Regions from separate parts of the Hordeum vulgare genome. Here all the other regions are linked to region 3. The links are chromatin contacts, called in public Hi-C maps. All regions are on one chromosome and are shown on one strand. The core of a region is the stretch at or near the end of the contact, and the rest is flanking DNA. Distances in the headings are between cores, read along the strand shown.

What was found. Hi-C and Micro-C count contacts between places; a contact is called where the count stands out from the background.
Region 1: a Hi-C map of leaf shows a contact between it and region 3, with 10 times the contacts expected there. The contact joins the promoter of LOC123395453 here to the promoter of LOC123400214 in region 3. A contact is called at or near these places in 5 of 6 Hi-C or Micro-C datasets (leaf, seedling and an unstated tissue) and 1 of 1 datasets of contacts at active chromatin or transcription factors (embryo).
Region 2: a Hi-C map of seedling shows a contact between it and region 3, with 4 times the contacts expected there. The contact joins the promoter of LOC123395538 here to the promoter of LOC123400214 in region 3. A contact is called at or near these places in 3 of 6 Hi-C or Micro-C datasets (leaf and seedling) and 1 of 1 datasets of contacts at active chromatin or transcription factors (embryo).
Region 4: a contact with region 3 is called in a Hi-C map of seedling, with 7 times the contacts expected there. The contact joins the promoter of LOC123399829 here to the promoter of LOC123400214 in region 3. A contact is called at or near these places in 3 of 6 Hi-C or Micro-C datasets (leaf and seedling).

The regions. Positions count from the first base shown.
Region 1 is chr5H:90,996,017-90,998,716 of MorexV3_pseudomolecules_assembly, forward strand. It overlaps LOC123395453 (protein rough sheath 2 homolog), which reads left to right and starts at 1,449. Exons shown (of 2, transcript XM_045090456.1): 1 at 1,449-1,792.
Region 2 is chr5H:89,432,265-89,434,964 of MorexV3_pseudomolecules_assembly, forward strand. It overlaps LOC123395538, which reads right to left and starts at 1,415. Exons shown (of 1, transcript XM_045090552.1): 1 at 124-1,415. The coding sequence starts at 1,174. The coding sequence ends at 419.
Region 3 is chr5H:90,183,134-90,185,833 of MorexV3_pseudomolecules_assembly, forward strand. LOC123400214 (serine/arginine-rich SC35-like splicing factor SCL30) reads left to right here and starts at 1,399. Exons shown (of 8, transcript XM_045094642.1): 1 at 1,399-1,526; 2 at 2,408-2,648. The coding sequence starts at 2,416.
Region 4 is chr5H:91,135,687-91,138,386 of MorexV3_pseudomolecules_assembly, forward strand. It overlaps LOC123399829 (nuclear pore complex protein NUP93A-like), which reads right to left and starts at 1,340. Exons shown (of 15, transcript XM_045094208.1): 1 at 1,127-1,340; 2 at 924-1,015; 3 at 723-789; 4 at 1-29. The coding sequence starts at 1,249.

The DNA.
Region 1 (2,700 bases), core at 199-2,698, 810 kb after region 3:
CAAAACTACTCAAAGTGGAGGGAGTGGCAGAGCTAGCCCACTAGGTGAGGGTGGCCGGCAATTGTATTGTACATATACATTTATTTAAATAATAATTAGTTTTTAGTCTTTTTCTTACGATATACTCCTAGAAGGTACTTTTAAATCGTAGGATGGGCCATGACCCATACTGGCCACCCTCTACCTTGGTCATTGGTCGAGGTCAGGGTTGAACCACGTCTGGTTTAGTTGTTGAAGGTGCAAGTTATCTGATTCTAAAATTAAGAAATTAAATTCAGACTCCACCAAAAATTAAGGGATAAAAAGTATACTCTTCTCTATAAATTCTGATGACAGATTTGCAGCGGAGTCCTAAACTTTTCCCTCGGATGGCAGCGTCCAATTTTTTTTGCAAGATTTATTTGCCCTCGAAACACACGCGCTTGGTAAACAGTAGTAATTGTCGTTGTTGTGCATCATCGGACATGATCCCATCCGGAAGATTCAGCCGTCCCGAACTCTCATCTTTTTTGCTCTTTAATAACGACTGCTCCGTCCATGAAGATGCAACCTCTATACACAACCAACAGTATCTGCTTCTTTTCAGTCGTTGATGAAACAGTTGGCTGCTCCTCCATAAAAAAAGTATGCCAGCATTAAACAAGGAGAAGGAAGCCCCCCACCTTTTGTTCAGGTGATCTTGATTCGTGCTCCACCTCCACGGATCCACTTTAACGATACCAGGCAGTGATCTTGTCAAAAGTGCGTTTTACAAGGTCACGCAGAGATGGATCGAGCACGCTGCTCCACGGGAACCCTTTTTCATTCCCTTCTTTATTTCCCCCCTCTACACAAATTCTGTTTTTGTTTCGCTGCATGGATTACTTTTGTCGACGTTCTCTGCGCGGCATCATGCATGGGTTTGAAGCACAGTGGAGGGGCCAGTTTCGGGGACACGGCACAGCCATTTCCCCCTAGTAATACAGTGCGCGGCAGTAAATTTCATGGCCGGCGAACAAAGGCGAAAGGAAAAAGGAGGAGGCACGCATCTGCAAGGAAATGGCCTAGAGACGCGCGGGGGAAATTATTTGATTTGAGCCCATCCATCCAGAGAGGCTCCACCTGCCGTTGCCATTGTTCCATCTCCTCTCCAACAGTGAAGTGCCTGGCTGCATGGCCTCCCTCTCTCTCTTCCTCCCTGCTCCACAGCCACTGTGAAGTCAGCTCGACCAAGCTAGAGAGAGAGAGAGAGGGAGAGGGAGAGGGGAGATGCACGAACGCACGTCCGTCCCCGTCTCTCCATGGCTCCATGTGCGCATGGTCCATGTGTGGCCGTGCCTGGCTCTGGCTGCATGCACGGTGATGGCGCTCGCATCGCATCGCAACTGTGGCTGGCCATGCCATGCCACGCCATGCTCGCTAGCTTTTCCTGTGTTTGCTTCCGTGTCTATAAATACGGACGCCTCTCCTTTCCGCCCGTCCCTTTTCCTCCCCCGTCTTTTCCTTCCCCCCTGCCCTGCGTCTGCCTCGCGTGCCCTAATTTCTCGCTGCCTCCTGTCTCCTCCCCTCCTTTCCACCCCCACTTCCATATATACGCATACACACTCTGAACCACCAACAGGCAACACCACAGCACCTCCCTCCCACCCTAGTCACTCCGAGCTGAGCTGGGCGAAGAGAAGAGAAAGAATCTTTCGGTTGAGATCTCCCCCCTCCCTTGCAATAATTTTCGGCTGTCTCTCTCTCCTGCAACTGTTGTTGATTCAGAGACGCCAAGAACAGCGCAAGAACAGCATGGTGTAGTGGTGCCTCTGTAAGTATTCTTCTTCTTCTTCGTCCTCTTCCTCTTCTTCTTTGAGCAAATTCATCCTCTTCTTCAACCTGTAGTGACATCTTTGTTCATCTTTCCTGCTTAGCTGGTTCTGAAACAATTTTATTTCCGTCCCGCTGCTTTGACGACGCGGGTTGTTGGTCTACTAGGTAGGAGTACATCTTTTTTTCACTGTTGGAGATGTAGAGTGGATGGCTAGGAAGTATGGAGTGGGGACTGATGTCCTCTGACCGTCTTAATTACCTGCTTGTGTTCTTGGCTCTACAAGCTTTCTGGATCTTTACTACTCCGTGATGAATGCGCTGGTTGCTTAGATTCTTTATTGCCGTGTTCCTTTTCGGTTCTTCATTCACTGATGGCATCTTAATTGAAGCATAGCTATTTAGGGTGCTTCCGAGGGTATGCAATGCTCGAAGAAGCATCACTATTTAGAGTGCTTCCCAGTGTATGAAATGCTTCCTTGTATTATTGGTAAAGGGAAGAGAACTGTCCAGCTTCTTTTTGTAAGAGATTTCCCAAAATTTCCTACAACGTCATTTCCTCTTGATTGATTCATGATTACAGTTCCTTGTTTCTCCCTCCATACCCTCTCTTTGGAATATTCACGTAGACACAAGAGTTTTTTTTTCTGTATAATCTGAAGGACACAAACACACCAAGTTTCACAGATCTAAGTTTCATCATATATGCCATTACACTACCTGCAGTTTATATGAACCCCAACACCGCAATCAGTTTGTCAGTAATAACCTGTAAAAAGGGGAAACATTCAATGGTCCAAGGGTGGAACACCTCACTGATTTATCTGGCTTGAATGTGTGATTTTCTTCCTTTTCATGATTGAATTAGAAGATGAACTCCATAAGACCAACCAATCTTGACAACTATAT
Region 2 (2,700 bases), core at 165-2,664, 750 kb before region 3:
TGTAGACCTGTGACCTGGAACTAGAATCTCATGGCTGTAAAGTACAGCTCAACTTGAGACAATGATGGAGTTCAGCTCAGCACTTCATCTCTGTATGGATGCTCCTCAACTGAAGCATCAGACTTAGACTGTTGAAGATTCACTTATAATATTGCAGAGGGCTAAGATCAGCTTCCCATTTTCCAACCTGGAACATATGCCTAAGGCTAAGAGTGAATTACAGTTACATCTCCTGATGCCAATCGCCAATGGACTAATTGGAGAGTTTCAGGAATTTCTCAGCATCTCAATCCACAAAACAAGTGCTCACATTCAGTTTTTTTTTTAGATGCCACATTCAGAAATTAATCACACGCCAGAACGAAAGGAGAAGAAGGAAGAAGATATCTCTATACAGAAAAGCAAATGTAAGTTTGCATCAATGCACGATGCCGACCGGAGCGGCGGCGTCAATGCTCCTCTGACCCGGAAGCGCGAGCATGGCAGTGTGGTCCAAGAAGTCCTTGAGCTTGGCGACTGCCTCGATGACCGCCCTGAGCTCGTCGGCGCGCGCGAAGCCGCGCGCGCGGGCGGTCCGGACGGCGTAGATGTAGAAGGTGACGCAGCCCTTGCGGAACTTGAAGCGGGCCATCTCCGGCGCGCCCGGGGCGGCACGGAGGAGGCGCTTTCCGACGTCCCCGAGCGGCAGGACCTGCGGCCAGGCGGCGTCGGCGATGGCCTTCATGGCGGCTGACTCGAAGACGAAGACGGCAGCCTTGGAGTTCTTGGTGCCGAGCCCGAGCGTGAGCGTGTGCCACGCGTGGTGCGCCAGGATGGCGAAGTTGGTCGGGATGTACGCGGTCGTCGTCGGCGCGAACGACAGCGGCTGCGTCCCTTTGTCCTTGGCATCCTGCCCGGTGCCGGCGTCAGGGACGGCTACTCGGAGCAGGTGCGGCAGCTCGAGCGGCCCGGCGCGGCGCACGGTGAGCGCGCGCGTGACGAGCTGAGCGCCGAAGCGGAGGCCCGCCACGTCGGCGCACGGCTTGAAGTGCGCGTCGAGCGACGGCGCCGGTGCGGCCGTGGCCTCGGCCTTCGCCTTGGTGGCCTTCTTGGACGCCTCGCCGTCCCCCGGTTGGTGGTGGTGTTTCTTGGACTTGGACGACGACTTGCTCTTGGCCGCCTTGGGTTCCGCCATTGTTGACAATGATGATTGCCAGATAGGGAGGGAGGGAGAGGTTTATGCCTTGGAGCCGGAGGTGAGTGTGGAGAAGAGGCGACGGGAGGTCGTCTGAGTCTCAGTGAGGAGAGGAGAGGACAGGACATGGCACCGTTTCTTCTTTTATTTCATCTCTTTGTGATGGGATTGCCTCAGTTTTTTATCAGATGGTGATCATGTCGCTGCGTGAGCTGTGCCTGTGCGTCACACTTCTTTACGCTTTTTCTTTTCCTATTTGTGTGGGAATCGCATTTGAGTGCGCGCAGGAAAAAGGGTCGCTGGAGATTCTGTCTCGACGACAAACATCTTCTTTCTTTTCTGACGAATATAAACATCTTCTTTGTTAGAATGATAGAATCTCAAGTCACCAAAGAGAATTCTCAAGTTCAGAACTTGCTTCCACCGCAGTCCACACCAGGCACATAAATCTCCGTGCTTCCGTGCCAGCGGCCTTGGTACTGATTTAATTTGTTTTGACTGGAGCTTGGTACTGGAATTTCGAACGTTTAGTTCCTCTCGAATGAATTTGTACGCGTTTCCCTAACCAACTAATCAAGTACCAACACATAACCTGGAGATTTCTGTACTATTTCACGCCTGCGACGTCCAGATTTCCCACCATGCATTTCAGGAAGCTTCAGCCCCTGCATGTCGCGGCTAGCACCCAGATCTGGGGGATACGCAGATTCGCAGTACTGCATGAGAGATGCCCGTGGCTGCATTGCATTGCGTTAATCAGTGCGGTTTCATGTGCGTCTTCCCATGTGCCGCTGCTCGACCGCGCGGGGCAGCAGTTGTCATGTGCGCGCCCATGATAGCTTTGCTTGGATACAGGTAAGCGGGTCCGTCTTCACGAATTCGAGAGGCCCCGGAATGGAAATTAAAATACAGTCCCCAATTTACAAAAGAAATTATTAAAAAAATCATATAAGAACAACTCCAACCGGTCAACCCAAACGGACGGCGATTTTGTCCATCTTTTGTCCGTTTGGGTCCGTTCGACGGACACCAACATCCGGTTCGGCGTTTGGGTCGGCGCATGCGCCCAACGCTGGCCCGACCCATTTTTACCGGCGCTTGGTGCACCGGGACACTGACACGCTCGTGAGGCTGGCGGGAAGTCGCCGACACGGAGATCACGCGGGGGTAGACGAGGGCCTTGCCCTTGTTTTGAAAGGAGTCGTCCATGTCACGTGGTGCTCTAGGGTTTGGTCGTCAACGAGGTGGCGAGATGGGAACCGGGGGGGGGGGGGGGGTCTGGAAGCAGATGAGGCCAAACCCACCGCACGCTCGAATTAAAAAAAGGCCGACCGCGACCGCTGACGCGTGAGCCCGCGGAGGGTGGTCTTCATAAATTAAGTTGGTTGCCCGTGGTTGGCGGACACCGAGAAGATGCGCGCGCGTCTGTTTCACGTCTGCGCTGACGCATTTCAATCTCAAATTTGAGCCAGAAATGGGTCGGTGCGGACGTGTTTTGGTAATGGGTCGATGCGTTGGGCCATCAC
Region 3 (2,700 bases), core at 149-2,648:
TTTCAAATTGTGATTTTGTTTTGTAATTTGCAAACAGTTTTACAAATACACCAATATATTTTGAATCCATGAAACTTTTATAATTTCCTTAAAAAATCAAATTCTCATGCATTTTATAATTTCTCGAACGTTTCTTTAAAACTCACCATATTTGAAATTTAGAAAACCCGAATTAATACAAAGAAGGAAAAGAACAGAATAAGACAAGAAAAATAAAATTAAAAAAGACAACGGAGTCTAGATCAACAGATGGGCCAGCCCGGCTCATGAAGGTACACACATAGGGGAAGGCGTTGTGTGAGAAAAGGAAAAGTAAAAGAATGTGCAAGATGGAGATCGAACCCTGCTCTCCTAGCTAGAAGTGATAGGCCTCAGCCACTACATCTCTAGTCCATTGGTGCTGCTATAGCAACAACCCATGAAATAAAGGACTACACCGCGACTTTTGGAAAGAAAAATCAAAGCGTTTTCTTTACTTATGGATGGCACAGTGGGTAATTTATGTCAACTTTGAGGATAATATTAATGACGAACGACAAAAGCACTAATTGCTTTATTAGTAGGTAAAAATCCACACTCACTTCCCCACGTAGGATCCGAAGCACAATATTAGTTACCTCGTTGCCACAAATATCCCAATGCCTCTGAAAAAGTGTGCACGGTAGCCATTCGGACCCGATGCTTTGTGGGAAACATATGAAAAAGGATTGTCTTTATTTCCTCATCTGAAAACTTAGCATTCAACATATTATTCATCTCTTCTGTTACCTTATTAGGCACACTATCGAGCACCACGTTCATTCCTGACGTCCCTTCAGCTCCAGAAAGATTTTTATAGTATTCGTTCGTAAGAGATGCCATCTCACCGTGGTCATGCGTGACAGTCCCATCCTTCCGAGTCAGACTTTTGATCATGTTTTTTTTTGCCTGCGCATACTGGCGCGTCTCTGCAAATACTTGGTGTTTTTATCACCATCTTTGAGCCAAGCTACCCCCGAACGTTGTCGATGCAAAGTTTCCTTCATGTGATAGAGCTCCATAAGGTGATCTATCAATTTTGACTCCCCACATGTAGGAGATATCCTCAAGGGGTCATTCCGTAAAGAGGCTAGTTCTCGTTTCATTTTTGTAATCTCGCGACTCACATTGCCTGTAGTTGCATTGCTTCATTGGGTCAAGGAAAAAGATATGTCAGCCAGTTTGTTGCTCATAGCCTCCATGGACTGTGCATTTTGGATGCCGCTCCATTCTTGCTCCAGATTGCTTCTAAAATCGGCATGTTGCTCCGAGTACATTTCATATCGGAACAACTTTTGCTCCGAGTACTTTTTTTTTTTTGAAACAAATGGAGTGAACGACCACAGGCCCAAATTCTAAAAGGCCCATATAACCCGGCCAGCCATCTATCTCTCTATCGCGCCTTCCCCACCAGCATCGACCTATCTCTGCCCTCATTTCGGTTTCCCCATTCCCCTTCGCACCCCCGCGGCGGCGGACCTCCCCGGGCGCTCCCCGGACCACGCGCAGTAACTCTCCCTCCCTCCCTCCCTCCCTCCCTCTCGCCCCCCTTCCCCGTCTCAGCTTGCTTGCGAGCGTATTCGTGTGTGCATGTTTGCTCGGCCGCTTGCGTGGTCTTTCCTCCGCGAACCCTAAGTCTTCGACGGGCGTGTAGATCCGCGTGGGCTTCGCAAATGGTTGCCTAGCACTTGGATGTTTCTCTCCAGCCACGCCACCGTGCCAATCTTGAGCTTCCTTTTACCTGAGATGGCGGTTCGAAATCTGGTGCGCTACGGCGCCTTGGTGCTTTTGGCGTCAAAACTGCTGCCTTTGGCATGCCAATCTTGTGGCTGCAGACACCCATGCTTTATGTCAACCCGTGAATCGTTTAGCCCAATGGCGTAGTTATATCTTCAGATAGATTGTTTTGAGAATGGTGATGTGCGTATGCTGTAATTGGTATTCTTGACAAATTGCATCGTCCTATGTCTGGTGAGTAGCATTTTGATGTCGTGTATGTGAACCTTCGGTGGGGTCTTTGTAGCTTTCAGGTTTATCCAATGAACTGTGCAGAGCCTGTCAAGATGGATTCAGTGTTGGATTATGCAAATTTTGATTGTGGAATTATTTTGTTACTTGCTATGTCACACAGTACATGGTTGTGCTTGCATTAACCCAATGATATGTTCATTGAACATTTTCTCTTGTCTGTGGCAAGGTTTAGGAAATCCAAAATAGCAGATTTTACAGGTTTTCTTATCCAAAATTTCTGTTGGCAGTAAACACTATTGTTTTGATAAACCATACTTGTTGATAAATCCACTAGTTTTTTTTTTAATTTGGTTCCATCTGTCTGCATGTCCTGGACATTTCCTATACATTGTATGTAATATTGAATTATTGATTACAGACAGTACCATGAGGAGGTACAGCCCCCCACACCGTAGTCCCCCGAGGAGGGGTTATGGCGGTAGCCCTGCACATCGTAGTCCCCCAAGGAGGGGATATGGTGGCAGCCCCCCGCACCGCAGCCCCCCAAGGAGGGGATATGGTGGCAGAGGAAGAAGTCCCCCTAGGAGGGGTGGATATGGAGGACGAAAGGAGCAGGGTTCTGGAAGTCTCTTGGTCCGCAACATCCCACTAAGCGCCAGGTGCATAGGCTTTGACATGGATGCCCCTTGTCTGTTTTTTCCCGACTCAACA
Region 4 (2,700 bases), core at 90-2,589, 950 kb after region 3:
TCCGATGGAAAAACATCCTCAAAGGTGGTCTACAATTAAAAAAAATGCCACTATGATGTATACTGATAACATGTTGCCTGAGTGATATTCAAGAGCTGTAGATGTACAGTAACAAGCAAGCGGATATATACATTGACCAACAGGGTAGAAAACAATATTGAGGTAATACGTGCTGGCCTAATTGGTGGCGAAAGATTGTTACACTATGATAAGTAGTAAAATCTGACTTGACCACTCACAACAATATTTTCTGACTTTGAGTAGGAAACTTTACATGAAAACACTACATTGCCTCAACTGAGACTAGAAAACATTGTTTCAGATAAGCGAGTGATTTGCAGCCTCCAGACATAGGGAGTGTGTATTAATAAAGTGGATTACAAGCTCAAAAAAAGACTAGGGAATGTGTGTCTAAAAGTTAAACTAGGATCTTATGTAAGAAGCTAAGAAGGTGACGTTATTCATGTTATTCTTTTCTTTCAGGCAACCAGCACGAGTTCTGCCTCTTCGTGAAGTAAGGAAGTTATTAATACTGCTAATCGAAAAAAACAAGTGAAGAGCCCCGATAGTCGGCTATGGATGAAAGAAAAAAGAGTGCAGCACAAAATGTCAAGACTACGAAAATCAACTGCCTCGTCTAAACGACCGACACATAAGATTATCTATATAGCATTCTCTGAAATGAACCCTGCATGCATTTTCCAGGTTTACAAGCTAATCACCTTGAGTTCGAATGACTTGAGGTCTCTGGTGAGCTGCTCAGCATTGATCCCCTCGCGCGCCAGCAACCTGCAGATGCACAGCCGAAACCCTAAGTCCAATCCAAAACACCAGAAGCGGCAATCCTGATTCGAACGAAACACGACGGGGAGATGGGCAGAGAGGCTCTCTCAGAGTTAACTAAAGGGGTCCAGGAGAGCAACCTGGTGGCGGAGAGCGACTGTGACGGCGCCTCGGCGCGGATCGTCTTGGCCTTGAGCTTGGTGGAGAGCACCTCGAGCTGGTCCAGGTTCCTCTGCGCGGGCCAACAACAACGAACCCATCAGGCGGAAAAAAGCAAGGGAGGCTCGGGCGCGGCAAGAGATAGATGCGGGCGAGGAGGGCAAGGAAGAGCGCGATGCATCACCTGGAGGGCAGGGAAGTGAGGGGTGAGGGCGGCCTGCTCGAGGAGCTTGGTGGAGGTGTTGAGAAGCTCTGACCAGCCGCCCATCTCCGTATCTCCTCCGCCATCGGCTCCGACGCCGGCCATCGCCGCCGTAGATGGAGGTGTTCACGGGGAGCTATCTGTGCTCCGGCGCCGCGCTCGAACTGGGGGTTTTGGACTGGCGAACCCTATTGGACGCTCGTTAGCGTCAGAATGTTGAGCCTTCGCTGAGGCGACCGTCCGGTTGGGCCGGCCCACGTACGGCATTGTGTTTTGCTCGTCCGCCGTTTCCTGTGTGTTTTTTTCTGTGGTTTTTTCTTTCGATTTTCTCAATGTTTTGTCTGGTTTTTCAATTGTTTTGTTGTGTTTTCTTCAGTTGCCTTTTTTGTTTTGTTTTACTCTCTGGTTATTTCATGTTCTTTTTTTCTGGTTTTATCTTTTTCTTTCTTTTCTTTATTTTCTTTCTCTTTTCTTTTTTTCATTTTTCGTCCATTAATACTTTATAAGGAAATGTTTTGTCGTTTATTTTTGCATTATGAGGAAATGTTTTGATGAATAATTTGTGTTTCTTGTATTTATTTTGTACTTTTTCTTTTTATTTTTGTGTATTATATAAGAGTTCATCGTGGATTACAAAAATGTTCATTGTATATTTAACAAAAGATTCACTGTACATTAGCAAAATGTTTATTGTGCATTTAAAATATGTTTAATGTATATTACTAAATGTTTAATCTGTATTTCCAAATTATTTAATGTAAATGACAAATGTTCAATGTCTATTTTCAAATTGTTCAGCATATATCGCAAAATGGTTCCATGTGTTTTTTCAAATTGTTCAACGTATGTCAAAAAAAGGTTCAATGTGTATTTAAGAAATGTTCATTGTATATTACGAAAATGTTCAATGTGTATTTTCAAATTATTTATTGTATTGACAAATGTTTAATATGTATTTCCAAATTGTACGACGTATATCACAAAATGGTTCCATTTGTTTTCTCAAATTGTTCAGCGTATATCACAAAAGATTCAATGTCTATTTAAGAAATGTTCATTGTATATTACGAAAATGTTCAATGTATACTATAAATGTTCAGTGCTTGGATTTCTTTATCTTTTTATCTATTACTATATTTAGTTCAGAAATAATTTGCTATCCATGATGGTAGCTACGCATGACCCTAATTTTTTATCTTTAATTATTATTATAAATTACTTTGAACTATAAAAAATAACTCTATAATAAAACTATCGTGACTTTGGACCACCAAGCAAGCAAACACATAGTTATGCCAAAAATGCAAACAAAAAGACTGACAAAAATGAGAAAACACCCTTTCTACACATAAAAAATAAACTCGTGTTAAAAAGTAATAAAAGTACAAATAAAAGTGAGAAAAGGTTATTCCTATACAAGAAAAATACACATGTGCTAATGCTACTGGAACTCAATGCCTCATTTATAAAAAAGGGACACTTGTTTGCATTTTTGGCATAACTGTGTGTTTGCTTGGTTGGTGGTCCAAAGTCGCGATATTTTTATTATAGAGTTA